Regions from separate parts of the Mus musculus genome. Here region 2 is linked to region 1. A link is a contact called in public Hi-C data. All regions are on one chromosome and are shown on one strand. The core of a region is the stretch at or near the end of the contact, and the rest is flanking DNA. Distances in the headings are between cores, read along the strand shown.

Evidence for each region. A called contact is a pair of places that touch in the nucleus more often than the background predicts.
Region 2: a Hi-C map of the Ba/F3 cell line shows a contact between it and region 1, with 3 times the contacts expected there. The contact joins two enhancer-like sites. A contact is called at or near these places in 1 of 15 datasets of contacts at CTCF or cohesin (stem cell-derived epiblast-like cells), 56 of 484 Hi-C or Micro-C datasets (the 3T3-L1 cell line, 3T3-L1-derived adipocytes, the Ba/F3 cell line and 29 more), 3 of 115 datasets of contacts at active chromatin or transcription factors (astrocytes and embryonic stem cells) and 1 of 9 other capture datasets (embryonic stem cells).

The regions. Positions count from the first base shown.
Region 1 is chr16:44,240,074-44,246,641 of GRCm38.p6, reverse strand. Sidt1 (SID1 transmembrane family, member 1) reads left to right here. Exons shown (of 25, transcript NM_198034.3): 22 at 1,204-1,309; 23 at 1,397-1,507; 24 at 3,061-3,174; 25 at 4,943-6,462. The coding sequence ends at 5,005. Among named protein-coding and RNA genes, the nearest start is that of Usf3, 70 kb to the right of the region's middle. Within about 2 kb of position 3,826, at least 20 of the 459 cell types and tissues checked have an H3K27ac peak or open chromatin away from gene starts, as enhancers often do. A contact at or near this core is called in the Ba/F3 cell line, where this site is marked.
Region 2 is chr16:44,480,556-44,487,032 of GRCm38.p6, reverse strand. It overlaps Boc (biregional cell adhesion molecule-related/down-regulated by oncogenes (Cdon) binding protein), which reads left to right. Exons shown (of 19, transcript NM_172506.2): 18 at 131-321; 19 at 1,234-1,988. The coding sequence ends at 1,421. Cfap44 (cilia and flagella associated protein 44) reads right to left here. Exons shown (of 35, transcript NM_001033247.1): 35 at 4,605-5,792. The coding sequence ends at 5,601. Among named protein-coding and RNA genes, the nearest start is that of Gm30064, 47 kb to the left of the region's middle. Within about 2 kb of position 2,247, at least 19 of the 459 cell types and tissues checked have an H3K27ac peak or open chromatin away from gene starts, as enhancers often do. A contact at or near this core is called in the Ba/F3 cell line, where this site is marked.

The sequences.
Region 1 (6,568 bases), core at 2,577-5,076:
TGAGACAGGGTCTTGCTATCTAGTCCTGACATATCTGGCCCTTACTGTGTAGCCCAGGATAGCCTCAAACTTATGGCAGTCCTCCTGCCTCAGCTTCCAAAGTGCTAGGATTACCAGTATACATGATCCATCACACTGTGGGTTTTAAACGTATATTATTTTTAAACAGGAAAAAATCCTTTAAATAAGGAGATGAAGAAGAGTTACATGCCATACCAGGTATGGTGACATGGGCCTTTAATCTCAACACTTGGAAGGCAGAGGCCAGCCTGGTCTATAGAGCAAGTTTTAGGTCAGCCAGGAATACACAGAGAAACCCTGTCTTGGAGAAGACAGGTTACAAATATTTTGTTATACTGAATAGAATTTTAAAACAAATTTAAAGTTAACCTTCAGACAGAATAAACATTGGTGCTAAATTAAATATGGACAGTTGCGTAAACTCATAACATCTGTCAAGCCAATTACTAGGGTAATCATACTTGCTGCAATCGTGTCTGATGAACTCATAATTTTTTCCCAAGGATTTATTTTATATGTGAGTACACTGTGGCTGTCTTCAGACACAACAGAAGAGGGCACTGGATCCCATTACAGATGGTTGTAAGCCATCATGTAGTTTCTGGGATTTGAACTCGGGACCTCTGGAAGAGCAGTCAGTGCTTTCAACCACTGAGCCATCTCACAGCTCTAACTAATAATCTTAAATGTAAGCAAATGTGGTCTATCCCAAGTGTTCACTTATCCCCAACAGTGCTGTTTATACTCATGAAAAAAACTAAAGGATTCTGGGAAAACAATTTTACTCAGAAAGGAAAGATGGCTCTTCACATCTTATAAGAACTTTGTGAACCCACTAGAAGTGAATATAATAAATTAAAAGTTTTATCATTCATTAAGTTGTATAATTGTCACTCAGCATCTAAAGACATTTCAATTACCAGAGGACCACGTGTACACGGTGGTCCTAAAAGATGATGTGGCCAAACAACATGGTGGCCATCTTGACTTGTGTAAATGCATTCTAGATGTTCACACAATACCACACCCACCTGCTGTGCATTTCTCAGAATGTAGCCCTGCCATGAAACAATGCAGGCCTATATTTAAAAGTGTGTTATCAGTGAACGCCCCAGCAGTGGTTAAGGATCCACTCGTGGTACCCCCTTTTACCTTCTGCTAACACTCTATCCGCATCCACAGTGCCTTCTTTGGATTGATCTACCGGCCCAGGGACTTTGCCTCCTACATGCTGGGCATCTTCATCTGCAACCTGCTGCTGTACTTGGCTTTCTACATCATCATGAAGGTGAGCACTCGTGCGCGAGGAGCTGGCCGCACCAGGGGCCTGCCGGCAGCTGAGGCTCCAGCTTCAGTGGTTTCCATCTCTCCACAGCTTCGAAGCTCTGAGAAAGTCCTCCCGCTACCAGTCTTCTGCATCGCGGCCACTGCCGTGGTGTGGGCTGCGGCACTGTACTTCTTCTTCCAGAACCTCAGCAGCTGGGAGGTAAGAGCCCTGCTCCTTCCTTCCTCCCTTCCTCCCTTCCTCCCTTCCTCTCCCTCTTCTTCTCCCTCTCCGTCTCCCTCTCGTCTTCTTATCCTTCTCCTCCTCCTTCTCCTTCTTTCTCTCTCTCTTCTTCTCCTCCTTCCCCTCCACTTCCTCTTCCTCCTCCTCCTTCTCCTCCACTTCCTCTTCCTCCTCTTCTTCCTTTCTCCTCTTTCTCCTCTTTCTCCTCTTTCTCCTCTTCCTCTTTCTCCTCCTCTTCTTCTTCCTCTTTCTCCTCCTCCTCCTCCTTCTCTTCTTCTTCTTCTTCTTCTTCTTCTTCTTCTTCTTCTTCTTCTTCTTCTTCTTCCTCTCTCTCTCTCTCTCTCTCTCTCTCTCTCTCTCTCTCTCGCTCTCTCTCTCTCGGCAGTTCTTGCTTCATCATGCCTTTTGTACCTTCCTCCCTCTCTTGCTCTTTTGCTTCTTATGTTTCCCCATTATCTAAATTCACAGCTTCTTCAGAAGAGAGAAGGTTTAATGAGCACACTTAGTCAGCAAGTGACCTTACTGAGGTCATGCTACATCAACTTGAAAGCCCTGTAGATGCCACAAACATCTTCTTCACTGTCTCCTACAGTCTGTTTGCAGAAGATATTTAACACTTGATTACCATATTGTCACGGTCTCTCTCATCATAGTCGTCATCCATCAAATGCAGGGGTGGAGCAGGGCAGAGCAGGGCAGGGTTCTATGTCTGTCTTGTAGGCAGGAAAGCTGATGTCTCATAAAACCAGTGCTGTGTCTGAAGCACATGCGTGAAGTCTCAACTCTACCACAGCATCAGCACATCTGATTTTAGAACAGTTGTATGACCCCAGAAAGAAAACTAGTGAGCAGCCATTTTGTTTCTTCTTGAAGTAGTAGCACTTGCCAGCCATTACCCCGCCTTCTATGGCTATAGAGTGGTCAGTCTGGGCATTTCCTAAAGCAGTGGTCCCCAAGCTTCCTAATGCTGCGACCTTTTAACACAGTTCCTCATGATGTGGTGAGCCCTGACCATAAAATTATCTTGTTGCTTCTTCATAACTGTAATTTTGCTAGTTATGAATTATGATATCCATAGCTGATATGAAAGATCTGATGTATGACCCCACCCCCAGCCCCAAAGGAGTCCTGACTAACAAGTTGAGGACCACTCTCCCAGAGGTAGACCCACATACCATGTGCCCCTGAGCCTGGTTTTATCCATGCAGAGTACAGTGTAACAGTGTCTAGGTCCTCCATGGAGTGGCCCTGCATCAACATGTCCTCTAATTACTGAAAAGTCTTGCCCTGCGGGACACAGTACAGTACGTGTAACCAGTCCGTTCATCTCTTGATGGACATTTGAGTTATCTCCATTCTGGAACTATTATACACATTGTTATAATAAACGTTGCTTTGAGCTACTGTATGCACAATCCTTGAAAGCTGACTTTCTGGGCGCTTAGTAGGATTTTTGTAGCTTCCTCAAAACCAAACCCTGAAATACTCAAACCATGGGATTCTTGCCTATATCTGTCGCACTTTCCCCACAGGGGACCCCTGCAGAATCCCGGGAGAAGAACCGTGAGTGTGTCCTGCTGGATTTCTTTGATGACCATGACATCTGGCACTTCCTCTCTGCGACTGCCCTGTTTTTCTCATTCCTGGTGAGTCAGCTGGGTCTCCCCCTGTCTTAAGTCTCACAGTTCCCTTCTGCTCCTCGAACCTTTATTCCTTCTGGTTATTTCCTGCAGTTCTTCATTGCAAGTCAATGCACTCACCATCTCGTGGTTTTGGTTTTTTGTTTTGTTTTGTTTTGTTTTACTGTAACCTTGTGTGATATCATAACTTTCATTTTCCTCTACTTTTCAATGTTTGGACACACAGAGTGACCAAACTCTTTTCCTTAAGTTGCACAGTGCCCTTGGATGGAGTTGGTTATTGGATTTAAATGCTCAGAATTCCCCCAGGAACCACTTAGGGCACTCACTAATTCATCCGTGGACTTCCTCCTTTTCATAATAGACTCTCTTCCTTCCCTTCCTCCAGTCGTCTCACTATGGATTTTGTGAAGATTAAGTTCCCAGAGAAGCCACCTAATGAGCATGTTCCAAATCTAGGGTCCCTGTAGTTTGCTGTGCCCCTTCCCAGTATCCATGAGTAGACATGCTTCTAGAAGATGACCACCGTCAGCATTTAGTCCTCCCCCTCCCCCTAATTAAATGTCTGTGGTGCCTGAACACAGGCTGGGGTGATAACTGGGTTGTCACTGCAAGATGGCTTCAAGCCCTCTGAGGCCAACCATGCAATCACACAAAAGCAGAGCATGGCTTCCCTCTAGTGGCCAGTGTGGAAAGTTCAGCCAATCTCTCTGACCCTTGGACTTTTCCCATAGGGGGACAAAAGATAACAAAATGGAGCTAGTGGTTCTGTGTAGGGTGGGAATTGAAGTGCTCTCTCCCTCTCCCTCTCCCTCTCCCTCTCCCTCTCCCTCTCCCTCTCCCTCTCCCTCTCCCTCTCCCTCTCCCTCTCCCTCTCCCTCTCCCTCTCCCTCTCCCTCTCCCTCTTCCTCCCTTCCCCTTCCCTCCCTACCTCCTACTTCCCCTTCTCCCTTACTTCCTTTTTATTTTAATTTTTTCTTTACATAAATTACATCCCAACTGCAGTTTCCCCTTCCCCCACTCCTCCCAGTCCATCCTTCCTCCCTCCTCCTCCCCTAGATCCACTCCTCCTCTATCCCCACCCCCACCCCCCAAAAAAGAGCATGCTTCCCAGGGATGTTACCTGGACAAGGAATAATAAGTTACATAAAAATAGGCACAAACCTTCATATCAAGGCTGAACTATGTGACACAGTAGGAGGAAAGGCGTCCCAAGCACACAAAAGAGTCAGAGACACCCAAACCCTTGTTAGTGGCCCTACAAGAACCATATATGGGCCGGGCGCAGTGGTGGCGCACGCCTTTAATCCCAGCGCTCGAGAGGCAGAGGCAGGCGGATTTCTGAGTTCGAGGCCAGCCTGGTCTACAAAGTGAGTTCCAGGACACAGCCAGAGCTATAAAGAGAAACCCTGTCTCGGAAAACAAAAAACAACAAAAGAAGAACCATATATGGAAGACCTAGCTCATACCCGTACAGGGTCTGTCTGTGATTGTTGATAACCTCTGGGAGCTCCTATGATCCCTGCTTAGTTGATCCTGTGGGTTGTATTCTAAAATTCTTCCTCCCTCTCTTCTTGTACAGCGATTGCTATACTTCATTTCCCTTAGTCACCATCCAGGACACTTACCCAAGTATTTTACCATCCTCTGGCCTGAGCTCCCAACCTTCACAGATACAATTGTGAAATAGACTGTGTTCTATCTCATGTGCCTTCTTCCTGTTTAAGATCCTTTCACGGATGTTCTCTTCCCATCTCCAACCCTCTCACTCCAGGTGCTGTTGACCCTGGATGATGACCTGGATGTGGTCCGGAGAGACCAGATCCCTGTCTTCTGAGCACCCAGCATCACAGGGGGAAGACGGAGCAACCCACCTTGGTGCTGTTTTGTGGAAAACACGGTGAGTGTAGCAGCTTGCCCACTGCCAGACGCTCCACCTGCCTGGAGGGAGTCAAGGGTGTCTGAATTCACACAGGAAGAGCTTGGGACTGAACTAAACCTCAAGAATGGTAGAAGGGATGCCCTGTTGCGCACAGAGACATAGTCTGGAGGCTCAAGAACCTCTGTTTGCAACGTAGAGTTCAGTCTAGACACAAGCTGCATCAGGCCAGCTTCTCCACCTGGCCCCTCCCATCCTCATAGATATTGACCAGAGAAACCAGCTACTCAGACCTCCCACCTAGAACCTTCAGTGTGGCCACTTCCACACCTCTGAGACACCTGCTGCTATAGAAGGCCAAAGCACCATCGAATTCTTCCCCGGCCTCTTAGGGGACCGAACTCCTCAGAATACGGTGCAGAAGTGGGACCAAGTCCCCACCCAACTGGAGACAGACATTCTAGTAAGTCAAGCTAAGTCACCTCTTCAGAAGGAATGCGGAATTCCTGGCAGGGCTGGGAATGCTCTGGGATGGGATGTAGACATGCACACTTCTGAACGTTTGTGGATCCAAGGCCTGGGTGATTACCTGCTTCTTCAGGTCTTCATCTCACTGTTGGATGCTGACTCTGCACTCTGATGCGGCCTTCTTAGAAGGTCCCTCTTTCTCCCTAGACTTCTAACAGCTCCAAGATGGACACAGATGGAGAAAATGCTTTCCACAGCAGTGGAAGTGATGGACAGCGCTTAGTGGCTGAGCATTAGACAGGCAGCATTCACCTCAGTGACTCTGGATCCTGGAGCAAAAAAGCAACCGTGCTTGGTGGTCCCCAGACACACAGCTCAATCTATGCCCATTATAGCCTTTTCCCGGGATTACCCTGCTGTCCTCCACACCTGAACCTGTCACTTACGCAGATCAGGGTTCCCGACTATCTGCCCAAAGTTCCCAGCAGTAACTCAGGATGGGCACGTGCTCCTCCCTCCCCCCACAACTGGATGAGTCACAGAGGTCATGACTAATCACCTCTTACAGGATCCCATTCTCTGTTCCCAGGAGGATGTAAAAGAAAAAACAAAAAACAAAAAAGCGCAATGTTCGAGCTTTCTTCTCTCATGCCACCTGGCAAACTCGAGGAGAAGCCCCATTTTGATCAGGCTTCCTGGTTGTGTGGAGTATGATGTCATCAGAAAATAGACATATAAGTGTGTGCACACATGCCTACTTGCTTGTGAAATCGAAGTTACTCCTCACCTGTGCTCTCTTGAGCATTTAGTAAGGAAGTGGATGGGGCAGGCCTCTTTTTGAAAAACTATCATTCTTTCTTTCAAATATCTGTGTTCAAATATGTGTTTTGGACGTTTGAACAGCAAGCTTCTCCTGGTTTTAAAAATTCAAAGATAATTTCCATGAATAATTTTGTGCCGTCTTTCTTCCTAGAATGCTCTCTCGTTCGCAATTTGTTTTCTATTATTCTTCGTTATTTCAAAAACTTGTTGGCCTCCATGGGTCATATGAAG
Region 2 (6,477 bases), core at 998-3,497, 240 kb before region 1:
TATCACCGGCTGAATTTGGTGGGGCAGCTCCTGATGTTCACAGGGGACCGGTGTGATGTATGTCAGATAGTGAAAGTGCACGCCCATTCTGCTTGCACTAACCCACCCCATCTGGTCTTGTACAACGCAGAGGTCCCCAGTGTGCCTCAGGAGTAGGAGCTTTCTTATACACGCTGCCTGATGACTCAACTCACCAGCTGCTCCAACCTCAAGACTGCTGTCACCTCCAGAAGCAACCCGTCACCACATGCCAAACAGCAGTGAGGCGAACGTCTGAAAGTCCTGGACTAGAATCTTCATGGGACCCTCCATATCATTCAGGTCAGCCAGGGGCGGCAGGGAGATCTTGTCTGATGGGGTCACCCATAACCCAGCGATGGCTTTGAGGAGAAAGGACAAGGGACTTCTTCAAGGGAGTGTTTGGGAGTTGGGGATGGATGGCCACTCATTTGCTACTAAAGGCTAGAGGGCCAGGAGGCCTTCCCAGTATGGTCTGACTCCAACACTCTAACTGTGGTCCTCAAAGGCTGAAGAGAAAGCGCATCCTCTATTCCAACGGAAGAAGCCTATTTGCTCTCTGTTTTTGAGATTCAGGGCTATTCGCAGAGTCTCTCTGCCCCTCATCACATGGGGGCCTCTCTGATCCTCTGTTCTGTCAGGTCTTAATTAGGGATTGGTTCTTATCAGTCACCAGGAAGCCATGCATGTGCACACGTCACCATAGTAACTGTCTACGCCCACAAAACTTGTTCATGGCCGGGGGGGGGGGGGGGTGCTACCCCTGCCCATAGCTCCCTCTCTACCTACGTCTAGCAAATCCACCAGGACTTAGTTGGGGCACTTGGTACTTCAGAGGATGAGTTGGCGTTTCTTAGCTTCCCCGGGGGTGCATGCTCCTGCCATGAGGACCCTAGACCCTGTCTCTAGGACATGAAATTCTAAAAGACCATCAGCTCCAAAGCCAGGCCAGTCGTCATGAAAACAAGGTTTGGTTGGATCGTGAGGTAGAACACAGCCTGGCTAGAGAGAGCCGGGCATCCCTTTGTGTTTTGTGTGTACGTAGCTGATGGCTACAAGTCGAGTGCTTTGAAGTCTAATGCCTTTGGTCCCAACATAGATGAATTGTAAGGGTCCTCCCCTTCCAGGGCCAGTGTGACCAGCTATAGGTAGAGAGTAGCGCAGGACTGCATAGTGAGTCTAGATTTTAATGTCGCCTACGTTTTCCCCTCACAGGGCCCCAGTGCTGTTTAGGTCTTGTACCAGTTGAAGAAGTAGACAGTTCTGACTCCTGCCAAGTGGGTGGAGGAGACTGGAGTTCCCAGCATCCATCAGGGACCTACACAGGACAGGAACGTGGGATGCGGTTCTCGCCTAGCCCATCAGTTCATGTGTCCTTTGAAACACCACCTCCCACAATTTAGGCCGAAGCTAATATCCCAGAAAGACTATATATTGTTTGTTTGTTTGTTTGTTGACAGAGAAAAATTGGTATTTATTTTTCTATTATAGCCATATTTATATATTTATGCACTTGTAAATAAATGTATATGTGTTTCTATAATTCTGGAGAGATATGGAATCCTCCCCTTTCTGGCACAAGACAGAAAGCAAGCAGCTGAGTAACTGGAGACCAGTGGAAATGAGTATCATAGATGGTCAGGCTGCAGATGGATCCCAGAACCTGCAGCTACCACGGACACCAGGAGGCCCTCGGGCCACTTGGTGGAAGGACCCTAAGCACACTGTTCATGAAGAACACAGGGATAAAGCAAAGGCCATCATGCCGCAGACTGGAGCCACCTGGAAGCCACTCCAATTTGGTGGCACAGGACAGGTTTCCAAGATGTCACGAGAAAAGCCCCAGATGTGTACAGCACTCTAAGCATTAACAGTCTCCCAGAATCAATAATCGGTGGCAACATATCTCTGTAAAAACAAACACTGTAACTTCTAAATAAATGTTTAGTCTTCCTTGTAACCTTCATCTTAGTCACGAGTGAGTCAGCGTTTTCTTTAGACGTCCGGCGTCCCGTCTTTGAGTGGCTGCAGTAAAGCCCTGCTCGAGATGATTTCCAACCCATCAGAGATAAAATCTGGGAACAGTCGCAAATATTTTTCATATTTTTTTGTCTCTTTAAACAATGAATGCTGAATTTGGATTCATGTAACATGACACTACAAACTGCTTACTCCAAGAAGGAATACACAGACAGGAAGCAAATTCACTGTTCTCTTGCCGGACTGGAGGTGAGCATCTGCCATATTGAAGGAATGAAGTGAATTCTTCTTGTGTAGGGATGTGTGTGTGTGTGTGTGTGTGTGTTTTAAAAGACCAACTATTGCTTCCAAAACACCATTTAGCTTAGTACTATGCCACCCGTTAACACGTGGTCCCTAGTAGGTTCCTTTCATTCTAAAGTTACCATTGCTGGAGGAGTTGACTCATTTCAAGCCAACATTTATTTAATGTTGTTCCACAAAAAGATCATTCATAGGGGTAAGTGTGTGAGCGTGCATTCGTGCGTGTGTGCGTGCGAACTTAAAACTTTTATGTGTGGCACAAGACTTAATAAGAAACTGAACATTTTAATGCAAGTCTTCACACATTTTGAGTATTCATTGTGCGGGGAGGGATTGTATATTTCAGGAAAATGAGGAGTTGGAATTCAGCCTGACACATTTAATCTTATTAAGAGTTGTATCAGACTGCTTTTCCAAGAATTTGCTAAGCAGGATCTAAGGTAGACTGGGATAAGGCCGCCATCTGCTGGTGGAAAGGAGTACTGCACCTAGCCATCGGTAGCCTTGCATCCGTTTTTCTACAAAGACGGCTAATCTGAATAAGAACTGTCCTCAAAATGCAGCATGATTTTCAGGAAGGTAGTGGCTTTTAACGTGTTTATAGAAATAAGTGTAAGGAACATGGAAATTATAAGAGCGTGAGGTCTAATCCTGCAAGGGAAGAAGTAAGATATGTGATTTCAAACACATACTGAAGCCTTTAGCGGTCACTTCCAGGAGAGGAATGGGCAGAGCTAATGCTTGCAGTCTTTGCTAATGCAGCTCAAATCTGAGCTGTAGTTAACTTGACAGGCTGTTGGAAGCTTGTTTTATTTTTGTAAAACCTAATTTTGCCTTCTACCTCTCCGTGACCTAAAGTAAATGTCAAAATGGGTTTTGGTGTGCGCCACTAAAAGCAACGTATAGACACCCTGCTTACTGTACTCTTTCAGGATGGTCAGACGCTGAAGGGAGTTGTCCAGGCTCCCTAGGATCCTGTTTCCCAAGTCTGCTACCAGATCCTGAGACCCACAGACCTCTAACCTCTAGCTCAATAACTTGTTTTTAAAGCTAAGTTTTGAGGCAACTTTTTTACGCATGAATGAATGAGCAATGAAGGCTATGATTAGCACCTGTTTGCCTTCATCAATGAAAGGCATAGCTGAGTGGAGAGACGGAGTTACTTCAATCTACTTCATACCGTATGAGGCAACGACTGATTGCTTTTTTGTTTGTTTGTTTGTTTGTTTGTTGCAACAGGGTTTCTCTGTATAGCTCTGGCTGTCCTGGAACTCACTTTGTAGACCAGGCTGGCCTCGAATGCCTCTGCCTCCCAAGTGCTGGGATTAAAGGCGTGCGCCACCACGCCCAGCGACTGATTGCTTTTTAGGTGGCCTTGCCCTTAATCTGCCTCCCTTTACATGAGCAATACAAAAATCCAGAGGCAGACTCTTCATGCTGTGTTGGTATGCACAAACACTACTACCATGTCCAACATGAACCATGGGTTAGGCTTAGGATATTCTTTCAAGGAAAACCGTACTACCTACCAACTCACCAAAGTAGACAGGGAACATGCAGATACATGAATGTGTTAGAATTATATCAGAAAAAACCCAAACAGGCCCAAGAACATACCTAATACACTTCGACCTTCATCTGGACACCATAAAAAGAAGAGTATCTAACACTGTGAGAGAACAGCCTTTAGCCAGTCATCTGACCCCCAGAAAATGTGCCAGGGATTGCTGACACACAAAGCATTCTAGAGGCTTCTACTATGATGCTGCCATTGGTCCATCTGGACCCAGCCCTGAGCCTTGCATCAAAAAAAGTCCAGCATTTCTGCTGCTAGTGTCAAACCTGAGCATTGCTTCCAGATAGCTAACTGGGCTCGATCATGTGGCTTGGATCATCTGGGCTTGGCTTCCAACTGGCCTCAATAGCGCCTAACCGTTTTAAAGGACTGCATTCATATCAGCGCCCTTGCTGCCTCTGGTTGAGGCCTCTCTAGGCTCTGTGGCCTCTAGCATCTTTGTATCCATTTGCAGATACGTGTGCTCACAAAGATGACATTTTACTGTGTGAAATGTAACCTGTGATCTGAGCTCTACTATTAGTGATCAAGAGTGTAGTCAAAGGCTACAAATACCAATAGCCAGCTGTGGGGGGAAATGAGGCTACTCCATAAATCACAGCCAATAAACCTGATGTGCCTTGTTCAATACACTCTGACACTCTGTGTGGAAGGGCGCAGACCTGTCTGTACATCGCTGGCGATTGTGTTCTCAGATGTGCAGTACAGAAACTCAGTAAGGACTCTTCAGCACAGCCCTCTGCCATAGCAGGGGCTTCTGGTAACAATTCACCTGGGAAATCAAAGTGTCACCGCTGGAGGGACACGACACCGAGTGTCAGGGAGATCAAGCTGTGAGGGGTGCAGCCATGAATTTCAATAAACCCTTCCCTGAGCTGGAGACTGCACTCTTGAGTTTAAAATGTCACCCACAGTCAAAAGCGACTGACTGTAAGAGTTAGAACCTAGGAGAGATGAAAATCTATTTTCTTCCCTTGTCTGGATCGGAACCAGGAAAGACTCAGGTGAAGCCTGACAGAAGGTAGAATTCTGCTGGAGCCGCCGAGAGCCGCTAGAGCAAAGCTTCCCTGACTGAGTTGTTTTGGAAAACGTGAGCCTCGGAATTGAGGAGTTTTCAGAAACTGGGTAAATCAGGGAGTCGCCTCTGCCAGCCCAACGCGAGCTGTTTCCCCGCGTCTGTCTGCATTTCCTCAGTCCCGAGCTTTGTGAAGTCAACAATAGCAACGCTTGCGTTTGCGTTTCGTATTCTAAGTTCTTATTGGCAGGATGGTTTGCCTTTTCTCTTATGTCCTTTCACAGACTGTTTAACACAAACAGTTTATTTTCTAAAGATCCAAGGACTAAGAAAAGGACGTTTCCTCATGGGTTGCTGAATAATAGTTTTTCTTGCCAATGGCTACATATTCGGAATACCAGAGAAACAGATTACTCTTCTGAAAACACATCTAACAGCTTGCTCTCTTGCAACCACGGGACTCGGCCTTCTTCATATCCAACCTAGGGTGAAAACGTCTAACTGGTCTCCTCAGCACAGTCACAAGTACAGTACAGGTCAGCGTCCCGGTGATTTCTAACCTGGGGAAATATTAAGTCACGGGGCAGGACCCCTTTTTTTAAGTTCACACTACGGTTCACTTTAAAGCGAGAGGATTGTTGTGGGTGACGGGGAAGTAGATCGGTGAAGTCCACTGGGCCTCTTGGTGGAAATGAGACGACGGCAACCTTAAGTGTCCATGGGCTTCATCTCGTTCTTTGGCTTGGGGGTGATAGGCGGGAGGAGGAGCCCCCCCTTCTTCCGCAAAAGCTCAATCTCTTCTTTTAAGGCCGTGATCTTCTCTAACTGGGTTTGGACCAGTTCGGTGACCTTCTGCTTTGCCACTATATCGGCTTTCCGAAGGCCCTGGAAGGCGTTTCCCTATTTGGGGAAAAATAAAATTAAAAGACAAACAGACCTCCTCTCTTCCAGCATATTACTTTTTACACATCCGCTAAAGCCTCACGCTTAAAACACGTGCCTTTGAACAACTTTTCAAATTCAACCTTGCTTTGGAAGTAGTTTAAACGATCTATCCATCCTTCTCCACTTGGAGGCTCATCACTGGGTCCCAGGTACGGTGCAAAGACAAGGTAGGGGGACCTAAGATAGGAGAGGAGCCCTTCACACTGGGGTCTAGCTGAAACTTCTCACCAGCTAAGAGTCAAGGAGTCCAGCACAATTGAAATCTGCTCTGATCTGCTCTGAAGGTTGCCTTCGTCAAGGCACCATCCCTTTTATGGAGATTTCAAGTACAAACGTTAAGATATCCATGAGCTACGCATAAAGTCGGTGAACACGTGACCTTGGGGCATAGTCTTTCCTCATTCCTAGCTGAAAGCCTGTGATTTTTGGCAGGCTTACAAATTAGACTGTATAAACTTCACTTACAGTTTAAAAAAAAAAAAAAAAAGTCCGCTCCTGTGTGCCACCTTGTGGCCCATGGTTTTCTCTGCCTGGACTCTCATTTTACATTGCGAATAAGTTCCCAGCTGATTATGAATAAGTTCCCAGCTGATGCAGGTATAGTTCCTCAGGGGACCATAATTTGAAAACACTTGGTTTA